Linked DNA regions of Mus musculus: region 2 is linked to region 1. Evidence: chromatin contacts called from public Hi-C data. All regions are on one chromosome and are shown on one strand. Each heading gives the region's core, a stretch centred on a gene start, on an enhancer-like site or on the middle of the called end of the contact. The rest is flanking DNA. Distances are from core to core; before and after follow the strand shown.

Evidence for each region. Hi-C and Micro-C count contacts between places; a contact is called where the count stands out from the background.
Region 2: a contact with region 1 is called in a Hi-C map of the N1E-115 cell line, with 4 times the contacts expected there. The contact joins two enhancer-like sites. A contact is called at or near these places in 2 of 484 Hi-C or Micro-C datasets (the N1E-115 cell line and nephron progenitors).

Annotation. Positions count from the first base shown.
Region 1 is chr8:50,296,054-50,303,867 of GRCm38.p6, reverse strand. The region is part of intron 5 of 1700019L22Rik (a long non-coding RNA gene); the gene reads left to right. Among named protein-coding and RNA genes, the nearest start is that of Gm2516, 68 kb to the left of the region's middle. Within about 2 kb of position 3,522, at least 5 of the 459 cell types and tissues checked have an H3K27ac peak or open chromatin away from gene starts, as enhancers often do. A contact at or near this core is called in the N1E-115 cell line, where this site is marked.
Region 2 is chr8:50,686,873-50,694,686 of GRCm38.p6, reverse strand. The region is part of intron 3 of 1700019L22Rik (a long non-coding RNA gene); the gene reads left to right. Among named protein-coding and RNA genes, the nearest start is that of Gm23986, 130 kb to the right of the region's middle. Within about 2 kb of position 4,881, at least 1 of the 459 cell types and tissues checked has an H3K27ac peak or open chromatin away from gene starts, as enhancers often do. A contact at or near this core is called in the N1E-115 cell line, where this site is marked.

The DNA of each region.
Region 1 (7,814 bases), core at 2,273-4,772:
ATATAATATACCCCTCCTCCCAATAGTACCTTGACCAGTCATCATCAGAAAGGTTTCTTCCCATAGCAGATGGATGACTTTCTTACCAGGTATCTAGAAAAAAATCACTCTCGTTGAATTGATAAAATGTCACTGCTCTTTGATGGGAAGGAGTGCTGAAGAACATAAGAGTTGAATTTCTTTATTCTGTAAGAGGAGAAGGTGGCTGGCTTGTGTGTTGTCTGCTTGCATGCCTGTCATCTTCCTACCTTCCAGAAAAGTGACAAGATAACTTAGCCTGTTGAATAAGATAAAGCCAAAGGCCTGTCACGTTGTTTGGAGCAAGCTTTTGCTTTATGGTTCGGCATCCGTGAAACTTGTTCCTCCTTCTCACTAGAATGCAGCAGCCATTCAAAGGAGATGTAGGGGGAAAAAATTAAGACTTCAGCTTCGATGGTGCTGAGACAGTAAAAACACCAGCAGTGACTACTGCACAAATTCAGATGGCCTGTCACGTAAATAGAAAAAGTTCTGTGCCCAGGGTGCCGGATTGGCGTTTGCTCACAATGACATATACTTTGCCATCTTGTCAATCCAGACCTCTCATTAGCTGAGCATAATCTTAATAACACCTGGCTTGCAGTGTGGCGGGGAGGAGAGAATTATGTTTATGGAAACTGCTTTGCAAATTGTAAAATGTTCTACAAAGGGTGCTTGCTATTGCTCATAAAATCAGGCGTTCCCATTTTCCACATCTAATTATAAAGCTGGATGAAAATGGCTAAGAGGAGAGAAGAAGTATTCTGAAAGTGAAATGGATGGATGGGAATGAATTATTAACATCAATTATCTTCTGTGATTGTGTCTACTCGAGTTACTCGGTTCTTGGGTTCAGCCCAAAAACACCTAAGAGGAAGTTATATTTGTAATCGTGTTTCTTCTGCATTCAAATTGCCTGTTAGAGTTGTTGCTGGAATTACTATGGCAGAAAAAAAAATATGTTAATAGTTTAACTAAAAGAATATTTTCTTTAAAAAGGATGAAAAAGATGAAATCATGTATTTTTGAGAGAGGAAAGGCTCAGAAAAAGCATCACAATGTGTACATTTAGTTCCTCTAAGCTAAATAAGACTGAAAATGAATACACTGCAGTTTAAGGAAAACAAAACATGGAAAGGATCTCTGTCTCTGTCTCTGTCTCTGTCTCTGTCTCTGTCTCTGTCTCTGTCTCTGTCTCTGTCTCTATCTCATCTCTGTCTCTGTCTCTGTCTCTATCTCATCTCTACCTCTATATCTATATCTCATCTGTATCTATATCTATATATCTATCTATATCTACATCTATATCTAATCGCCATATATATATGGATATATATAGACCTTTTATTTTATTTTGTTTTATTTTTATTTCTATTTTTTACCCTCCATATTCCATTCCCGCCCCATCATCCAGCCTCCAACTGTTCCACGTCCCACACCTCCTCTGCACCCTACCCCATCTCCACATGGATGCCCCCAACTCCCACCCCACCTGACCTCTAAACTCCCTGGGGCCTGCAGTCTCTTGAGGGTTAGGTGCATCATCTCTGAATGGACACAGACCTGGAAGTCCTCTACTGTATGTGTGCTGGGGGCCTCATATCAGCTGGTGTATGCTGTCTGTTTGGTGGTCCAGTGTTTAAGAGGTCTCAGGGGTCCAGTTAAATTAAGACTGCTGGCCCTTCCTACAGGGTAGCCCTTCTCCTCAGCTGCTTTCAGCCTTCCTTAATTCAACAACGGAGGTCAGCGGCTTCTGTCCATTGGTTAGATCATAGAAGGGGAATTTGTTGGTCCACTGGTAACATTTGTCATAGAACATGTATTAAATGTCCACATTTTTTGCAATTACAAGTGAAGATATGTATGCAAGCTTTGATCTTTCACTAAATGTTTATGGAATTTCAAATGCATTTAAACATTTCAAGGGGGCCTCCCACCAGCTGTGTATCCTCAGATTATTAACTCAGTACTGAGTACTTCAGGCAGATTGTATCTTGCCTTGGGCCTAGTAGTGAACCTCCTTTTGGGAACGGCACTTTGGATCCTATTCTGGATTTTTTTCCTTGGGAGGTAGCAATTCTCCTCTAGTAAAATTGTGCTATGTAATCTCATCCTTAAAGCTTTCAGCCATCATGGAACAGGATAGAGGGGGGAAGTATCTGAGATACAGGATACAAGGAGCCATTCCTATGTCCAAAGCAAGTATTGCACTCATCTTATCATGGTGGTACTCTAATGAAGAAGAAAAAAACCTATTTACCTTTTTTAAAAAGAAAGTATATATCTTCTGTAGGGTTCAGTGAAGAAATAAGTCATTGCTCACCCACTGAGTGAGACTTCAATGTCAGTAAAATGGGCAGCATAGTTCTTTCATTCTCCCCTGACTCTATGTAACCTCTCACACAAAGAATAGAAATTAGCTTTTGCTGGGGCACCGTCATTGTGGAGGTGACAGACATGCTATAGAGCTATGACATGAGAACCATGAACTCTATGATACGCCAAGTCTTTCCTGTTACTTATGACCACCTGTCAAGTTTTCTAATACAATATCCTCCCAAATATTTCATTTATTTGTTTGTATGTTTGTTTATTTTTGTGTTTTGTTTTGTCCCGGACTGGGTTTCTCTGCTAGCATCCAACTCAGAGGTCTCCCGGCCACTGCCTCCTGATTACTGGGATATGTATAACCAACGCCTGGCTATTTCCAATTTCTTAATTATTTATGTAAAATAATTCACAAATTCGGTAGAAAAGACTCCACTACTTGTGTTTTAGTGGTTTCTTCCCCTTGATAAAGAAGTTAACAAATGCCAATAGGACTTTAGAGGGCTTTGCTTTCATGATGGTGTAGCTAAATATAATAATATATTTTTGTTCACGTATAAATTATTTCTTAGCAACTTTTCTGGCCAAGGAAATATGCTAATGTAAATGCTCACAGTTAACAACACAGATATGGGCTCTTCTCCAAAGAACTCTACAAGTAAAGACAAAACATGGATTTGAACAATGCCAAGCATTCTAAAGGCAATGAGAAAAAGTATATATAATGTGATTTTTTTTCTATATGATTGGAATAACTGGTACAGTAGTTACGATCAAGGAAGATTTCTCTTCTCCAGGGCAAATGATGTCTAAGTTCCCTAGGAGAGTGATTTCAAAGCACTCAGTGTTTTAGGAAAGGAAATGAGATGGAGCAGCAAGAGCTAACACTGTGAGGTGGCAAAGTGTTCGAGACATTTCAGGAAATAAAAATAAGCCCAATGTGCTTGAAATGCTGAAACAGGGGCAGAAAATTGGCTTAGACGTTGCTAGGCAGATAAGCACGAGCCAGATCAGACAAAGTCGAACAGAACAGATAAAGGCTTTGGATTTTTTTTTCCCAAGGGAACAAAGGAGGAGATCTCAGGGAGTAAAAAAGGGACTAAGAAGATTTGTGTTTTAAATAAATCCTTCTGACTGTAAAGATTAGATTAGAGACAATTCAGGACAATTGGTTAGGATGCCGAAATAAAACCATTGCTGCGCATGATTCTCATTACCGAAGGGCTTTGGAAGTTGGCATTGCTCTAAATAGCTGGAATCCTGAGATATCAAATTAGTACGATTAACAAAGATATATAAATTAATTGGATGAGTTTCAGGAAAGAACATAGATACAGCCCAGACTCCAGTGTGAGTGAATGCAGACCCACAGGCCTGACTGTGGCTTCTGATGTGTCCAGATGAGAAGAAATCTTCCCTAGGGAAATTGTTCATATTTCTACACAAATCTAGCATTCTTCTGTCATGGTGATCTTCTCAGGACTCTTTAGATGAAAGAACTTAATGAGATCCCATCCAGAATGGATCTATCTGGTGATTTCTCAGAAAATAAGTTCTTTAGTGATTTAATACATAGAAAAGCTTTCCCGAATCAACTGGAGATTTTGCGATTAGTTGTATTTTATTTCTATCTTGAGACAAAGTCTTGCTATGTATCCCGTGCTGGCCTGGAATAGGAGACAATTGTTTTGAAGGTTACCTTCAGTCATCAACTGAAGAACTTGGATGATCTGATAGAGCATGCAGATGTGTTTGCAAGGGAGCAGGAGATCTGTTCAAGACATGAATAATTGCTGCCTAGTTCCAGACATCCTGACTTCCCATAGACTGAGACCCAGATGCTTGTACCATTCCATTCTCTCCTGATTCTGCTATGTGTCTTTGACACCCGCCCCATCTGAAGGTGACTCACTCTGGTGGAAATGAAAAATGCAGCCTTCTGTAAATCAAGACATCTCCTTCTTTTGGGCTCTGTATCAGTTGTAGGACCTATGGGACTTAAATTTTATACATATTTCTACTATTAAAAAAGGCCTTATTTTATCACCTCTCTCGCACAAAGATTGTGTGGTAGTTGATACTTACCCTCTTCTACAGTGGAGGTTAAAAAATAGGGAAACTCACAAAGGACCATTGCCTGTTATTTACTCCTAATATTTACCTAGTTATATATATATATATATATATAGAGAGAGAGAGACATATATAGATACGTATATATTACATATATATAATATATGTAAAATATTATACACACACACATATATACACACACACACATATATATATATATTATATATATATATAATTTACCTAACATTAGAAATACAAGGTTAGAAATACAAGTATTAGCATGCAATTGCTTAAATTCTGTACCAGTATTAGAATCCTGTATTTGCACTTGTCTACTCTCAGCAGCAAATGATGAAAAGGATACAGCTTCCTTCATATTCAAAAGAATGGAATGGCCAGAAAATTTGTTCTTTTCAGTTCACTCTCATTTCATCACTACCGGGGGGATACTTTCGGGTACTGTGTATTTGAACGCTGATCCTGCACCCAGAGGTCTGGTGTCATTGCACTTTGGTATTGTCATGGTTAGGAAGCATTTCCTCACTGAGTATTTTATAAGACAGCCTTCTCTATCACCTCCGGAATGGTTAAATAGTGAGCCAAGCAGCCGAGGAGCCGAGAACTGGGCATGAGAGAATACGGAAAACTTCCATGTCCAGGCTGGGAGTGAAGGTCTCAAGTGTGCTAGGAGAGCTGCCATGAGGACACAGATGAAGAAGGAGACCCGGGTGAGACCAGGATGGTAGGTAATCAGCCACGTGGCTGGGAAGTAGGCAGGAAAGTAGGCCAGGCCAGCATAATTAGGTTAGAACAGTTCAATATCTGCCCAATTATATTGCCAGAACCTTAATACAAATGTCTCCTTTTACTATTTATAAGGGCAGGCCCAGAAAAGTCCCACACTTTTAAAATGAACCTATTTGTTCTCTTCAAAGAATAAAAAATAATGTTTTTTTTCTTCTTTTTGAGAAAGCATCTCAACCATGGCACAGCCTGTGCTTTAAAATTTTGATATGTAGCTCAGGCTAGCCTCAGACTTGCAGGATTCTGCCTGTCTATAACCATGACAGACTGAGCCACAGTGTCCAGTGAGAATCGCAACGACTTATAGAATGTAATACTCTAAAATCACAATGACTTTCTTTTGCATAATTGATTTTTTTGTTGTTCAAATTCTGTACTTGTGTGTTCCATTCTCATATAAAAGACTAATAATTACTAAGGGGTTGTTGTCATTGTTGTTTTGGTTTTTACTTTTTATCCACCCACCTATCTCCCCACCATACTTTCCCAAAAGAAAAAAAAAAAAAAAAAGAGTCACATCAAAATAAAACAATAGCAACAACAATAACAACAACAAAAAACCCTCAAAAAACTATTAAGTTAAAAATGTCTTGAACTAAACCAACAGCGCACAGAGACTATGCCCAGCGCCAGTTCAAACAAGACATAATCCCAGCACTGAGAAGAGACCACGAGTGGACACAGGATCTCATCCACTGTCCAGCAGCTGTTTGTAGTTGGCACAGGCCAGGAAAGGGAAAAGTCATTTCATTCTAATGCTGGGTCATGGGGTAGATCAACCACACTCCGAAGCAGGCAGGTCCCGGCCCAAGGAGGAGTTGGCCAACCCAACCAGGACTCTGTAGTTTAGTTTGTAATTTTTAACCATGTAGCAGATTATATGATAACTGTATGTAATCTAACACTTTCTAATAATATTGATCTGACTAAGCTCCGGACACTGGAGGATTAAATTGTTTTGGAGGTCTTGCATATTGGTTCTTCCTTTACATATTTTAAATCAGAACAAAACAAGGCACTTGTCTCAGAATTTTAAGACAATGACAAAAAGCTAGAAATCTCTGAACGTCTTGCTGAAATGTTCTTCTAAATGGTCTCTAAGCTGATATTTTCCTTCTTGCAAAGGCTGATGAGATAAACTGCAAGGCTGCTTTTAGAACTTCCTACAGTCCTCTGTGATAATACTTGTTTAGTGTTTGAATTAATACGATTCACATATATTAAAAGAAGCTAGGTGAATTCATTATGATATCTCAATAGATGCTTCATGATTCCCTTGCTGTGAGCTCTAAAATCTACACCTTTTGATTTGTTCTGTATAATTAAAAATCTAAGCATAGTGCAAGTGTCTTTCCCTAGTTATGTCAAAATTTACTTGGTAGCTATTTCCTTTCAGTGAGCTAAACAACTTTATTTATAAAACCAATTCAGGATGTTGCAGTTAAGTTGTCATACAATAACATGCAATTATACATGCTGTCTAAAGACAGAAATACCACCCCAGATCAGTAAATGCAGCTGTTATGTGCTGATGTGTTGATCTTTTGTATATCCTAACCACCGCATATTATAGATGAAATTGTATGTCCAAACTAAGCAATCTCACAAGCAATATGTTCATTATATAGAAATGTTATTTAATTCACTCATGGGCTTACAAGTTATTTCATCCCTTGATGGTTAGCTATATGTAGAACAATGCTGTGATGGTTTGTTTTCTTTCAATGAGCTCAGTGAAGAATAAATAGAAACTCAGACATATTTCATATTTACTATACAGCATATTGCATTTTTTTTTTTTTGGTTGAAGTAGGTGTGTAGACATCTCAGGCTAACTTCAAAGTAGCTGTGTATGACTTTAAGTTCCTAATCTGCCTTTGTATGTCTCCTAAGATATTTCATGAGTTCTATGAATAATAAGAGCAGTGAATGATCTAGAACCCAGTGCCTGGAACTCTGGTTTGTGTGGGGGTCACAAGACTGAATTAGAGGTTAGTGAAAAAATTAACACATTAGTGAAAGATGTCTGAATGTTCAGTGAACAAACTAAAAAACCAAACCGACAGTGAAAATGAGCTGTTTGTGGCAATGTTTATGGAGATGGATCGTGTGGCTTTCCTGCAGTGTGTTTGGAGTGCACAATGTGCATACATGCTTTAAGTCCCTCAGTACCAGAGAACTATGAATACAGTTAGTTCCTCAGCACATTGAATATGATTATTTTCACTGAAGTTCAGTGGTTCTACTGTACCCACAGTTTTCTGCACTTATAAAAATGTGACGGTTTACATGGAGAAATCGCAATTTGTTCATTGTTTACTGCCTTGGGTTTGAATTTTGTATTTTAATAATTACTGACTGTATCTCAGGTTTGAGTTACGTTTTACATAAAAAGAAAAAAGGATTATTAAATGAATTTTGGCTTAGGATTAGCACAAAACCTCCAACCATTTCTGAAATGGTCTTAAACATACTTCTGATAGTTTGTCATATTTCTTTGAGGTAAGCATTTTTAGTATGGACTGCTATAAAATCCAAATATCTATCACATCTGAAAGTATTGAGAAGACACTATTCCTTCTGTGTCAAGT
Region 2 (7,814 bases), core at 3,632-6,131, 390 kb before region 1:
TGAGCATTAAATAACGAATGATGATTTCCTGATAAATTATTTTAAAATTCAGTTGTGGCAGATCATTTACAGATTATCATTAACAACATATTTTGCTCTACCCTTTACAATTTGTTTACTCTGTTTACATCATATTTAAAATATTTTCTCTTTAATATATTGATTAATTAATATGGATGTCTATGTATTTATTTTCACTCGACCATAATGAACCTATAAAATATGTCCAATATTTCCTTTTGTCCAGGCCACTGAGTTTGTTCTGATCTGTGAATTCTGTGGTCTCTTCCCTTCCTTCCTTTTCTGCAGTATCTATCATCTTTGTCATGATGTCTAGGATATGACAAATATTCTAGTGGAGCCTTTCTTAATATTTTAACATTTCCTCCTCTAAATGTAAACAAATCTTTCTCAAACATCTTGTCTAATTTTCCACTATGAATACACAAAATACATTTTCATAAAACATAATTCTTTTCCAACTTAAAATAATAAAATCCATTTCTCAGTCATCTTACTCCACTCCTCCCATACACATATAAATGCTAAGAAGAAAGTTGTGTGAAAGACAGAAATTAAAGTAAGTAAATTTATTCATCCTATTTGGCAATAATTTTTATAGATGTGATACCACCTTGTTTTGGTAGATGTCTTGTATTTTGTTTTAAGACAAAAGAGGGGTTTTGTTTGTTTTTTGATAGTTCCCTGTGATTTTACTTCTTTTGTTAAGGTCAATAGTCATAATTGATTATATTTGTAGTGCTCCGGTTTATTTATTAATACTTTCCACATAATTGATGTTTAATCTTATGTGCTGCCATATAACATATCTATCCGTACTGTGATTATTTTCTGACTTTGTTGATGTTGTTGTTGTTGTTTTGGGGTTTTTCTTTTTGTTGTTGTTGTTGTTTTGGTTTGGTTTGGTTTGTTTTTTTTCGAGACAAGGTTTCTCTGTGCAGCCCTGACTGTCCTGGAACTCACTTTGTAGACCAGACTGGCCTTGAACTCAGAAATCCACCTGCCCCTGCCTCCCAAGTGCTGGGATTAAAAGTGTGTGCCACCACGCCCGGCTTATTTTCTGACTTTTTGATTTGGTTCATTTTCCAATTAACTTCCAGCTAATAGCAAGTATCTTAAATACTTTCCCCCAAAATTTTATTAACCAAACCTTAGATAATCTAGAAAAGAACTCACATTTGATATCTTTCCCATGTTGTTTTTATTATTGTATATATACAATATATTATTGTATATATATATACACATATATTCTGCTAAAAGTCTTATATTTAATATTAACATGTTTTGGGAAATAGCTCCTGAAATTATGAATATATATTAAATTTAGTAGAATACTCTTCAATAAATGAAATCTTCATTGTCATTTTAGAACAGTTTATTAGAAATAATTACACTGAAGTACAGTATTACACGTTCGAATGTGTTTATATATGTAGTCTTTAAAACAGCAATGAAACATGTATTGGAATGCTCATTTTATATACTAAATCATGGAAATATGAAGAGTTTTTAAATCTTGCACCAGGTGCCTTGGCAGAACCTGGCGGACTTGGTGATGACAGTTGTTCTCTTCTCAGTACCAGCAGTCACTTTCATAGCTCTGTGCCACGCCTCCTTTACACATGTCACTGCTAATGTCCCAATGAATTTAATGGCCCCATTTCATTATGTGACATTGGCACATGAGAAATGAAATGTGTAAGGAGTTTATGCTATTTCCATCTCTATTGCTGTGTTGATACCATGACCAAGAAAATTTATTAAAGGAAGGATTTATTTGGCTAAATTCTAGAAAAATAAAAATTCAACATCATCATGCGATATGTAAAAGGAACATGTCTTACACTTCAAAGCCTTCCTCCAGGGACATATTTCTGCCAACAAGCCCTTATCTCAAAAACCTCACAAACACTTCCTCCTCCCTTCATGTGTAGCACCCATCTGGGAAATGCTTGGGAATTTGGGGTACATTTAATATTTACATCACCACAAGGTCTGAATTATTTTTATTGTTTTAAAATAATGTTACTAGCTTTATTCTAGGTACACATTAATTACTAAATAACTATTTTCTGTTGCTAATGAATTTCAAACAAAATTAATCTTAATGTCAAAAAATAAAAAACGGCTGAGCTTCTGGATACTCTCGGGCCCATAGGAATTGACTCTGCTGTCCATTTCGTCTTCACACCATATCAACAAGCGATGCATCATTGAAACTTACGGATTCTTCTACCATGTATGCATCTTCAAAATGTACATTTCATCCTGCCACATTGAATATAATATTACTACGTGCTAATACTTGCTTTTAATAAATAAATACACCCATTCCCCTTTAATTTTACAGTATGAGTAACAATTATAAGCTTTGACTATGTTACCCCAGGAACCCAGGATCCTAACTTCACTTTTGTACAGCCTATTGCTATTTTAACCTTTGTCTAGAAGACTTCTTGTATATCGACCATCAAGATGAATGATTTATTTCTGACTTAAAATAGAGCTTAACTCTTATTGAGAAAAAATAACTTCCTAGTTCTTTATACAACTCTTCTGGATAATTCCTTACCTTCATACACCAGCTTCATGCTCAGTTTTATCTATCTATCTGTCTGTCCACCTGCCGGCCCACCTGCCCGACCAAACACCCATCTATCTATCTATCTATCTATCTATCTATCTATCTATCTATCTATCTATCTATCTATCTATCTATCATATCTACCAACCTACCTATCATCTATCTATTCATTTATCTATTTATTTATGACAAAATTCTTACTGATTATATTTTATCATGATTTTTGAATTATTGTATAAATTTTAGTATTTTTACTCACTTAACAAGATATATGAAGACATGATTTCCTTATTACAATGAGGAGATCACATTATTTATTTGAGTTTCTTACAAGGACAAAATGAAGAGTATGTCATTCTTGTTTCTGGTGCTGCTGACATCAGGAATGACTGCTGTATGTTTTCCAAAATATGTCTGTGGGGATGTAACCAGGGAGTTCTGCCTGGTCAAAGGCTGTTATATCAGATTGTTATATTGTGGATCCCACGTACAGAAGAGATTAAGTTATTCCTACCAGGTGCTGCTTCGGGGATGAATGGTTGGTTCCTAAGAACCCTTGTCTGATGCTGTATTTTGCTTCCTCTCCTGCCAACAGGGTGACATACATGCTTTGCCTGTTACTCCTACAAACTGGTACTAAGCAATATTGTCTTCCTTGATGTGATATAGACAAAAATATCCTACCAGAGTATTAATATATACAACTGTGTAATCTTAAACTTTCAGTTACTTGACACTTTTATTGAAATAACAGCTGTTTTCTTCCTACAAGCTCCCCATATTAAGTATTTTGTGATTTCTATAAAAGTAATATTATAAGGATAACATTAAGAGTAACTCTCCTCAAAAATAAAAATCTCAAAGTTCTGTGAAAAACTGGTAAGCCCCAAACTAAGACATTAATAACCTTAGGGAATATTATAGTATACTTTGCTGAGATTCATAGACAGCCAGTTTATCTGGGCCAGTAAGACATTTAAAATTAAGCTTAAACATGGAGAATAGTTGTGCAGATAGATGATCAGACATATTCAATTCTACTGAAGGCAGAGAAAGTGAAGGTAAGACGATATGGTAACAAGGTGTGACTGGTGCAAAGTTTAAGATCACAAAATTTACAACTAGAACAAGATTGGGGTCACTCTTCCACCATTAAGTAAGTAAGGTGTTTATAAAAAAGGCTTTTCAAAGCATTGTGAGGATATACATATTTTAATTGGGCATTTTGAAATTTAAAAAATGTGTTTCCATACTACTCTATAGCTCAAATAAATTTTTAGGTTTATCTATGGATCTTGTATTATTGTGGTGGCAAAATTGTTATGCTACATGGGAGAAATCACTAATGAAAATGTAAAAGTCAGGTTACTTACAGTTCAAATGTTTATTTTTTAAAAAGTACTTTTAGAACTCCCTCAAGATCTTTAACTTCAGTGTGGGATTCTAAGCTTTGCGTGTTGTTCATATTCTTGATTGGTTTACATATCTCTCTGGCTGGACAGATGGCAGGCCATTTGCTTGTGTTAAATATTTCCCTAGGTCAACCTCAACAAGATTGTAAGAGCTTTCTTCTGCCTTTGTTGCGTCATTATTCATGGCCATCCATAATCAAATCACCTTGACATAAGAGAAATACTTTAAGTAACACATGCAATCTCTTTTAAATCTCAAAATCACATTTAGTGTAATCAATACATTGTTTCTGAACCAGAAAAAAAAATAGTAACTGCAATCATGCTTTATGATGATCAGGAATCATTTCAACAGGAAAATAACTGCTCACAATTGCAGACTCTTCATGATTACTGCATGCCATTTTGTCTGGATAAAATGTGATTATTAGACAATTTGTGTGTGACAATTCTTCACTCATCTACTTTATATTCTTGAAAATTGGTGGGCTACCTATACTTACACCCTCATGATCTGGTATATTGTAGTGTACACATTATGTTTTCTTTATCTTGCAGTTCTATCATCGTTTAACTTCATTTCAATAGACGAGGTCACCATGATCTCATCCATTAATGGGAATTTGTTCTGTCTGTTTGGACTTAATCATATTTAAAGGAACTGTGTTCCAGAAACCCCTTTTATCTCTGTTGTGTATGGCTGTATCCCTGCTGAACATTATCATTGTCTAAGGATATTAACAGATATGCAGCTACATTGATTTTCACTTTTGGGGTGGGGCATTTAAAAATTGATTGGAGGGGATTGAACACATGAAAGAAATAACATGATTTTCAGTGTTTTATAGTTGATTCTCTGGGAGTGAAATAACTTTTGCTGGGCAAATTCAATTAGAGATCAGTGAGCTGAAGAGCTAATTACCAAGATCAATGCTGATGGTATTCTAGAACTTTGTTTTGTTTCAGTCTCAGAGTGTTTATGGAATGTGATATTTTCTTTCTTGGTACTCAAAATATCAGTACTCTCATTAGATAAAGTTTACAAAACTAAAATATTATCCAGTAATTTCAGAGTTGTCAAATGCATTATAAAGCTGGAATTTATTTCAATTACAATTTTTCCCACACGTTAAAGCTATTTTAACCTTTAGCAGCATACAATTATTACAGAATAGATCATTTTTAATGATTCATTATGTATGAGGTCATTTGACAATGCAATTAGCTTTGTGATGAAAATTTCTATTCTTTTGATCATTCTGTACCTATAATGAATGAGGAGAGTTTTACATCTAATTTCCTGAAATTAGAAGATTAAAGATAGAAACAGACTCTTGTATTTAAATGAGACACAGGCGACTAGGTTGCACTAGTCCTTTAGCTGTGCAGGGCTGGAATTGCAGAACATTGGAGTGTTGCTCCCTAATTCATTATTCATGCAACAGATCCATTGATACTGTCTGTCAGTTTCCATTATCACCAAAATTCTCAAAGTGTGCTTGCCACTGTTATCTACAGATTAAAGAATAGGTCTTGCAAGTCCTCAGGAATGCCATGCCTCTCTGTATTGCATACATGACTAAGAAATGAAGCCAAAGGAGATAGGATAGAAGTCAAGAAACTGTGTAAATGTGCGAAAGAAAATCATATTGGCTTCACCTCATTTTTTCATTTTGTCTCCTTTTTACATTTTTCTTTTTATTCACTATAGACCAAGTGCTTGTTATATTTTCAGATTAGACATATTGTAAGCTTTTTCTTAAATAATAACCCTGAAGATATTTTGTTTTCTGTTTCAAATGAATTCAGAAAAACTATTTTAAATAAAGAGGAACTTTGATAGTGAATGAAATGTATATAGATTCTGCATCTAGTTCTAGGTATTTTAGGACCAGGTTAAGGACTGCAATAATCCCAGACTTATTTATGTCTTTGGGCCTTAAGTAAATGCCCTCAGTACACTCTCTAGAGTTAAGATTGTCACGGAAATGTGATATCATATAGTATTTAGAAATGATTTATCCTTGAAAATATTATCTTGCGGTAAGTTTGTGAATTGTTTCATTATCAAATTGCTCAATTTAGAACTCTACACCCCTAAATTCAAAGAACATTGCTAATGTATTTGATGCCAAAATTAGATTTAAGAAAAAATATAAAGGCACAAGTAGGTCAATATCTGCTACTTCAAGGCCACTGAGTATGTCTATACAGTGAGCTATGGTCAGTGAAGAATATAAGAAAGGAAGGAAGAAGGGAGAAATGAATGGAGGGAGGCAGAAAGGAAGATGCAGACACCCAAGTGGAGAGTTATGCTTTTCTTATGTGAAATATATTGATGTCCTTGTTTATAACAGTTATTGAAGCCAAATATTTTAGGGTAATTATGATTACTAAATATAGGCCCTTCACATACTAGAGAAGAATAGTACTACTGACCCACACTCCGCTCTTAATATTATCATATTGAGGAATATATATATACACATATATATATATATATAATATATAATATATATTATATAATATATATAATATATATTATATATTATATAATATATATATAATCTATAGAACATACTTATATTCAATGATTACATGAAATAATAATCTCTTTTGATAAGAACATGAATATGCAAGATTTTCATAAAAATTGATATACTAATTTTAATGACTATAGGCTTTCTTCCCCCTACAAATATATTTATATGTACAACACATGTACAAATACCAGAATATGCATTTGTACAACACTTAATCAAGTTCAAATGACTATTATACCCTGACTCCTTCAAAATTATGATGGCTCATTATAAAAAATAAAAATGGTGATGTCAACTTTAAATGAATTATATTTTAAAACAAATTATTTAATTTATAATAAATACTAGCTAATAATGAGTTATCCCATAACACCCTCCTTCATATATCATTGAAATGAAAACACCTAGTTGTTTCAGATCGCTATATGTGGGTTTTCAAACACATATCCATTTTTACCTATAGCTAAAATAATTTCTGAGTATCCTTGAAATGTGTTTTTAAGGTAAAAAGAGAAGAAAAACATTAAATAAAGCAAGTCCCAGGTGTCATTACCATGAAGTTTCTAATCACTAAGCTAATGAAATATTTTTGTTTGGTATCTGGGAAGTTCTTTGAGTCTGTCATATGTACTTTTGGAAAGAAGGTCATGAGCTAGGTAGCATTAGAAGCATATCTTCTCTAATAGAGAGACAATAGTGATCTGAGAGCAAAGGTACTGACATTCTCTTTGCTTGGTATATTAGATGTGTTCTAGTGACTCAGTTATGAGAGCAGGTAAGATAATATGTTACAAATGAATTCTTTGTTTAGCTGAAGGAGCAGAAAGGCTGATTAAACATTGATTAAAAAGTCTTAGGCTATCTCAACTGCTTTGTCCCAAGATATTTGTAGCCTGGTAATACATGGATGTTTTGCTTGAATATTAGCTTTGAAATTACTTCCCATTTTTCTTCCTGTTAGAAAATTCATTCCAGGTTAGACTCCCGTCTTATTTGGGAGGATAGATCCCAGAAAAACAAAACAATACAAAACATAGCTTCATGTTGGCCAATAGACAATTTTCTAAAGAATATAAAAGATTAAAAAGAAGAGATAACATGGAAGAGAAAGGTCTAGATCATATTAATTTTGATCTGAAAATTATTTTATCTTGAATGTTAAAGTGACTGAAAATCATAGGTTTTAACACTAAGCATAAGGCAGTTACAAGAACTATAAGTTAAGGCTGTAACACACACACACAAAAACAC